Linked DNA regions of Zea mays: region 1 is linked to region 2. A link is a contact called in public Hi-C data. All regions are on one chromosome and are shown on one strand. Each heading gives the region's core, a stretch centred on a gene start, on an enhancer-like site or on the middle of the called end of the contact. The rest is flanking DNA. Distances are from core to core; before and after follow the strand shown.

What was found. Hi-C and Micro-C count contacts between places; a contact is called where the count stands out from the background.
Region 1: a contact with region 2 is called in a Hi-C map of tassel, with 1.6 times the contacts expected there. The contact joins the promoter of LOC100281046 here to the promoter of LOC100284886 in region 2. A contact is called at or near these places in 4 of 25 Hi-C or Micro-C datasets (ear, leaf, leaf mesophyll and 1 more).

What each region holds. Positions count from the first base shown.
Region 1 is chr5:9,024,461-9,027,712 of Zm-B73-REFERENCE-NAM-5.0, forward strand. It overlaps LOC100281046, which reads left to right and starts at 1,614. Exons shown (of 2, transcript NM_001153965.2): 1 at 1,614-2,082; 2 at 2,958-3,252. The coding sequence starts at 2,989.
Region 2 is chr5:8,850,894-8,854,073 of Zm-B73-REFERENCE-NAM-5.0, forward strand. LOC100284886 reads right to left here and starts at 1,516. Exons shown (of 4, transcript NM_001157781.2): 1 at 914-1,516; 2 at 720-809; 3 at 318-595; 4 at 1-181. The coding sequence starts at 1,103.

The sequences.
Region 1 (3,252 bases), core at 364-2,863, 170 kb after region 2:
AGGGGGCATTTGCAAAAAAAAAGTGGAGTTGTCTCTTCGTGAAGAGACGTCTCTGTCTCGTAACCTAATTAGCAACAGACGCCCTGGGATAGAGCCAGGATTACGATATAAGAGGGACCGATCAATTTATCAATATTATATGATAAAAAATATTGTATAATATTATCAAGTTTAAGCACTCGATATGTAATAAGAATTCTAGATGTTCATAAACTATTTTAGTTCATGAGTTCATTTTCTAACTAATTGATATATTAAACTAAAGTTGTGACGCAAGAACAATACCAAAATAATAAAGACGACATAACGATGAATATCCGACGGATGAGATTCAACTTCTATATAATGACTCTAGTATTCATGAGGGCAACTAACAAAATTGTGAGAGAATTCAAAAATCTAAAGCCTCGAGGATCCATGAAAATTCGTCAACCTACGCAGGTGGCAGGTATATGTCAAATTTGTCGTGTACACACAACTATCAGGTGACAACTTTAGTTAAAATCTGTTGATTTTATTATCAACAAGATCTAATGTATTGTGTATATAAGTTGTTGACGCTCATTCTGCTGCTTCGCGTGATCACCTTTGTTGACTTGGTTGTGGGGCTATGGTAGAGACAAGTCAAGTGGTCAGCGGAAATCGATAGCTGCCTAGCCAGATGATAGGATGAATCATAAAGGGGTGAGGTTCAGATACCATCGTCACAAGCGAATTAGGTTTGACGTTTCATGCAAGCATCGATTGGTCATTAAACAAATATTTTATCTTATATTCTTTGTCTTTTTTTAGACTTTGGTTAGCATATACTACAACAAAGTTATGAATCATGTATTACCAATCACTATATTAAACCCTTGATTAATTATGTTGCACAAAATTTAGAGAAAAATATTTAGAAACACAAAATTTAGACTATATATACACATAATTCTCTTGTTTGTGTCTCAGCCTTGGGAGGGGCCATGGCCCCTGCCGGGCCCCTTGGCTCCGCCCCTGCTGACGTCTCACTTCTCATTATACGAATTCGTCGTCTATTTTATCGATCCGATGTTGTACCAGCATATTTACTTCTGTATTTATTAATAGACTATATTTATAGACAGTTCATTGTTTATTAAAGTCTTTTAATTATCTCTGATATTTAGAGAACTATTTTAATGTCCCTTCGCTATACATGTCCTAACGGAGACACTAATAACGTTCAACAAATCCGGAAAACCGATGTGTTCCTAGTTTGCGATAAGCAAATTTCGAGAGTAATACCCGGGGCGACGCATGGCCGGCCCGGCAGTCTCCTATGCCTCGCACGCAAGGACGGACGGGCACGCGAGAAGGGGATGGGCCGCGACCAGTGACCGTGAGCCCATTGAAACGTCACAGCCCCGGCTCTCTGTCCCCGCTTCGCATTTCCTTTCCACCCAAAGTCTCCCTCACCTGCCAGTCTGCCACTCGCTCGCTCTCTTCCACAACCCGCTTCCCCCAAAAACCAGATCTACCACCTGCTCGGCCTTAGGGCGCTTCTTGGGCCGAGCCCTAGCAGTCCGGAATTCCGATCTCGGCCACCACCTCCTCTTCTCTCCTCTCCTCTCCTGAAAGCAGTAAGCTCCTCCGTTGCCATACTCGTCCGCCCGGTCTCCCTCCCCTCCCCTGCTCCAGCTCGTCTGGTGGCGTTATGATTTCCTCGCGCTCGCGAGTTCATCCTAGATCTGCATGGTCTGGGCTAGATTCCGCCGGATCTGTGGCGGCCGTTTAAATCTGTGGGCTTTTATTTTGCTGCGTTTAAGCGCGATTTTGAAAGGTTTTCGCCCGTCCCGATTTGGGCCTAGTGGGCCATGCTGGGATTTCTTCCGATTTCCTGAAATTTTACCGGTCGGTGTGCGGTCTACAAGTCCAGGCCATAGAGGAGCTCCCGTGGCTGCTGTTCATAGTAGGATTTCGAATTTGGGGCGCGAGGTTCTGTTCCGCGGGCCAGATGAGATCTGTAGTCTCCTCCATGCGCCATGGCAGTAATTTGGGGAAAACTCTGCGGCGAGCGGACTTTTGATTCTCAGTCAGCTGTGTCGACTGGGAAACGCTCAGGTGATTGAATTCAGAAGTTTGCGGGTACATAATCATGTGGCACATTCTTGCGAGACCAAGGATGCTTAGGGTTTGAGCAGCTGTGGACATGGTCTGAAGCTCTGTAGCTTAACCGTGTCATGCAGCCCCCTTTGAAGTTCTATAGCTTAAACCATGGCATGGTGAAAGCCCAAGCTCAATGGCGCTCCAGTGTCTCACGCACGAATTGAAGATGGCACTAGCAAGTAGTGTTTCGTCTAAACAAGGAAAAGAAAGTTAGGATTTTGGTGATTTATGAGCTTGTTCAAGAATACGAGTGGTTGAGGAAGTAAGGGCATACGTTTTTGGCTTTTATGCATTTTGTTTGACGGTATGTCTTATTAAAAACATTATAAGCATTATTTGTTTTGCTATAACTTATTTTATCATTAAAGATAGTTTAATAATGACTTGTTTATTTTATTATCTGTAAAAAAATGAATAAGACAAACTGCCAAACATGATATCTAAAAACCAAAAGCGTCGTCTATTTTAGGATGGAAGTTGTAGTGCTTAATTCTTAATAGGAACAATTGGATCTATACCATTAAAAGATCCAAACTTTAGATATATACTATGGACCCCACATGTCATTGACTCATGTGGACCCACATGTAAGTGAGATAGTAATGGTATGGATCCAAAGTGGTGATCTTTTAATGGTATGGATCCAAATTTCCCTTCTTAATAATAATACAACTTACTGGAGTTGTGCGAGTTCCTCTTATTACTAGGCCTTTTTGTTGCGAAACTATGATGTATTTGTCAGTTCTGTTATGTTCAAAGATTGAATCCTATTTTGATGTCATTTTCGCGCTTCCACAATGTCCTGATTTTACCATTGCCATGACTTACAGATCTCAAAAGTTCAGCGGGTAGCCTATCAAGATGGCCGAGGAAACTGCCAATGACGCTCAGGTGGCACAAGATAACGAGATTGCTCTCAGCAATGAGGCAATCCAAGGTGATGAGTTGGTCCATGTTGAAGAGCTGTCCCAAGGTGATGATTTGGTTCAAGGAAATGAGCTAGTTGTTTCTGAGGTGACAACTCCTACTATTGGAACCAGACGCAGGAGAAAGAAGTCTTTGGTATGGGAGCACTTCACTATTGAAGCCGTCGCAGGTGGGGCCACTAGGGCATGCTGCAAGCTC
Region 2 (3,180 bases), core at 266-2,765:
CGCTGACATCGCGGTGCTGCAGGGCCTCGTAGAGATTCTTGAGGGCCTTGTCGTAGTTCACGAACCCCATGAACCAGAACTCGTGGTTATCCATGGTCCTGATCTGAATGTACCTTTCTGCCCGGTTGCGCATGCTGGAAGAAGGGTTCACGGATGTCACCTGGCTCAGAGGAAGCACCACCTGCAGGTATACTTCGCATATGGTTACCCTTTTTTTTTTTGTTCTGTCAGTCGTCTACGACTCACAGGGAACTGAAGAAGATGCAGGCAACTGAACTGAATTTCTGAATGCGACTGAAAGGCAGGCTGCTACTCGCCTTGTAGTACATGCACTCGTGCGGCTGGCCGGCAGGGCCCTGGTAGCAGAGCGGGCTGTCGCTGCAGAAGGCGAGGCGCGCCGTGGAGAGGTAGAGCGTGCCGATGACGGGCCCCGAGGAGGTGGAGAGGTAGCAGGCGTAGGCCTTGCGGAGCTGCTCCCCGGGCATGGCGCCGAACGTCTGGTAGAACACCCTGTCGTGGCCGCCCTCCGCGTACACCTTGGTCCCCTGCGTCAGCCGCGCCACCGCCGCGTCCGCCATGTTCGGCGCCGTCCGGACTGTCCGCCAAGGGGGAGCAGCAAGTCACACATCGGAAGCCATAGCGTGCGTATCATGACGATTGGCGAACTGATCAGAGACAGACAGAGAGAGATAGAGAGGATCAAAGCATGGGGCACGCACGGTGGTGCCAGATGTTGCCGGTGGCGTCGGCGGCCTTGCGGGTTCCGTCCTCGAGCAGCTTGCCGTAGCGGCCCAGCGCCTTCCTGACGGCTGCAACGACGCATCCAAGCGAACAAAACACGTAAGCAGGCTGAGGATTTCTCTTGCTTCAAGGGGGGCGCAAAGGATGAGCGAGAGCAGATTCAGGCGCGCACTCTGGCAGGTGGACGGTGCGGCAGACGCGGGGGTGACGACGACGTAGGGGTTGCCCACGCCGTTGCTCGCCGCCGTCACGGCCACGGCCGTCGCTGCCTGAGGCGGCGGCGTGGCCAGCTGCTGGTCGCCGTACGCCTGCCCGTGCCCGGCCGGGTAGCCCGGCGGCGGAGCAGCCCACTGCGACGCCATCTGTTCACTGGCGGATTGGATGGAACTGGAGGGGTCGAGGCGTCCGCCGGCACCGTGGATCGATTCGATCAGGGCTCAGGGGAGAGGGGAGGGAGGAGAGGACCGGAGGAGAAAAGCGGGCGATCTGGTCTTGCGGAACGGAACTGCGGGCGGTTTGCTTTCTTTACGTGCTGAATCGGAGGTAGCCAGCCACTTCTCCAGTGGCGACGAGTCGAAGGTTCTGTGGGTCGACGAGGGGGGAAGACAAGTGGAATATTTTTGGGGTTCGCACTTCACATCGCGTCCGGGTCCGGCTGTCCGCGTACGTCTGCCGCACCGAATCCGCTGGGCGGGCAGGGCAGGGCGGTGCGCCGAATCACCGGCGCGGCGATCGATGCCCCCACGCCGGCGCGGCGCCTTCATGAGGAAGGAAAAGGAACTGCTGACCGAGACAGGAACGACATCGGGTTCTGGTCAGCACTGGGCTGATGGTTGTGGGCTTCTGGCCTACGAGAGTTGAGCCTTGGAAGCAAGTTGTTTGAAGATGGAATGCACTAGTGGACTTGTCCCATCGGACCTATTCAGTGGCCCAGTAAAACAGAGGGTGCTTTGGGCTTAAAACCGACCGACCATGTCTGATATAGGCCGGACGACCACGTTTGAAAACTCGAATTCCCTAAGGCCCCGTTTGTTTCCTTTCATTTCGAGGAATTGGAATCTTACTAATGGAATAGACTACTTTTGTAGAATATGACATTCCACCACTTTCTAAAGTTATCATATAAACCTACCTCAAATTCATGAGGTGAGCGATTGAAATGGATTCTATAGATTTACATGCTATTTTTTCGATGTACAACTTATAGAATATTCTTCTACTTGCGCCTCTATAACATAAATGTAGTATATAACTATCTCTCTCATATGATTTAGGATAATATACAAATATATTACATATATAAATATATAAACTTAATTAGTTTTGTCTAAATTATAATTATTAAAATGGAATTCAATTCCAACGAAACAAAAAAAAATGAAGGAGTAATAGGGAAATTAGTTCATTTCTTCCTTATTCCCCTCAAATGACAGGGGATTTGAATTTTAAACTACCCTACACACGAAATGTGTTAGTGCATCTTAACGGTGGGACCATGACATCCTATGGTGAGACTGCCTGGTGGGTTTTATGACGTGTGGGTTTGCGGGTTGCCTTGTGCAGGCGACCATTGGTGCTAGCTAGAGAGTCATTGGCAGCGGTAACGATTGGACCGCTAGCCCTGGCGATGGGACTACTTTGGGTCGTCAGTCTCTTGGAAGCCATAAACTAGTCGAGTCGAGCCTAAATTTTTAGCCCGTCGGCGCAATAAGCCGAACCAAGCCGGCTCATTTCAGCTCGCAAGGTGCACCAAATTATTCAACCTACACAATAATGAAGTATATTAAACAAAATTATAAATGTCTGATTCATTCTTTAATCTTGAATGATGAATATATGACAATTTCTAATTTAGATTACTCTCAATATAGAATGATGATTCTATATATTACATTTATAGATTATTAATTCAATATATAATACAATATTATTTTAAAAGGTGCAGCTTGCGGGTCGAGCCGAGCCGGCTCGCAAGCCAACATCGAGCCAAGCCTCCTTACGCAGCTCGTTGAGTGAGCGAGCCGAGCAAAGTCGAACTTGATTAGCTAGCAAGCCGCATTGAGCCAAGCTCGACTCGACTCATTTCTAACCCTAGCCATCTCAGATAGCAAGGGGAAAACAACTAGTTCTTCCCCTCTTTTACAAAAAGAGACATGGTCAGTCGAGAGGGGTTACTCGCCATATTGGGGACTTAGTACCCATATGTCAGGGTGCTTGGTGTTAAACACCAAATTCGACGGCACTAGTACTATCAAATGGTTCGACCCTCTGATAGTCCGGCTTGTTAGGACAGACCACCCAATATTAGATTTGTTCGAGCGAGAGTCTTGATTTGTTGCGAGATATTCCTTGTTTCTTTGTGGTGTCTTGATGGATTTCAGTTACGATAAGGTCCAAACCTCTTTCCTTATTAATATGAAGGAGAACAATCAAATCGAA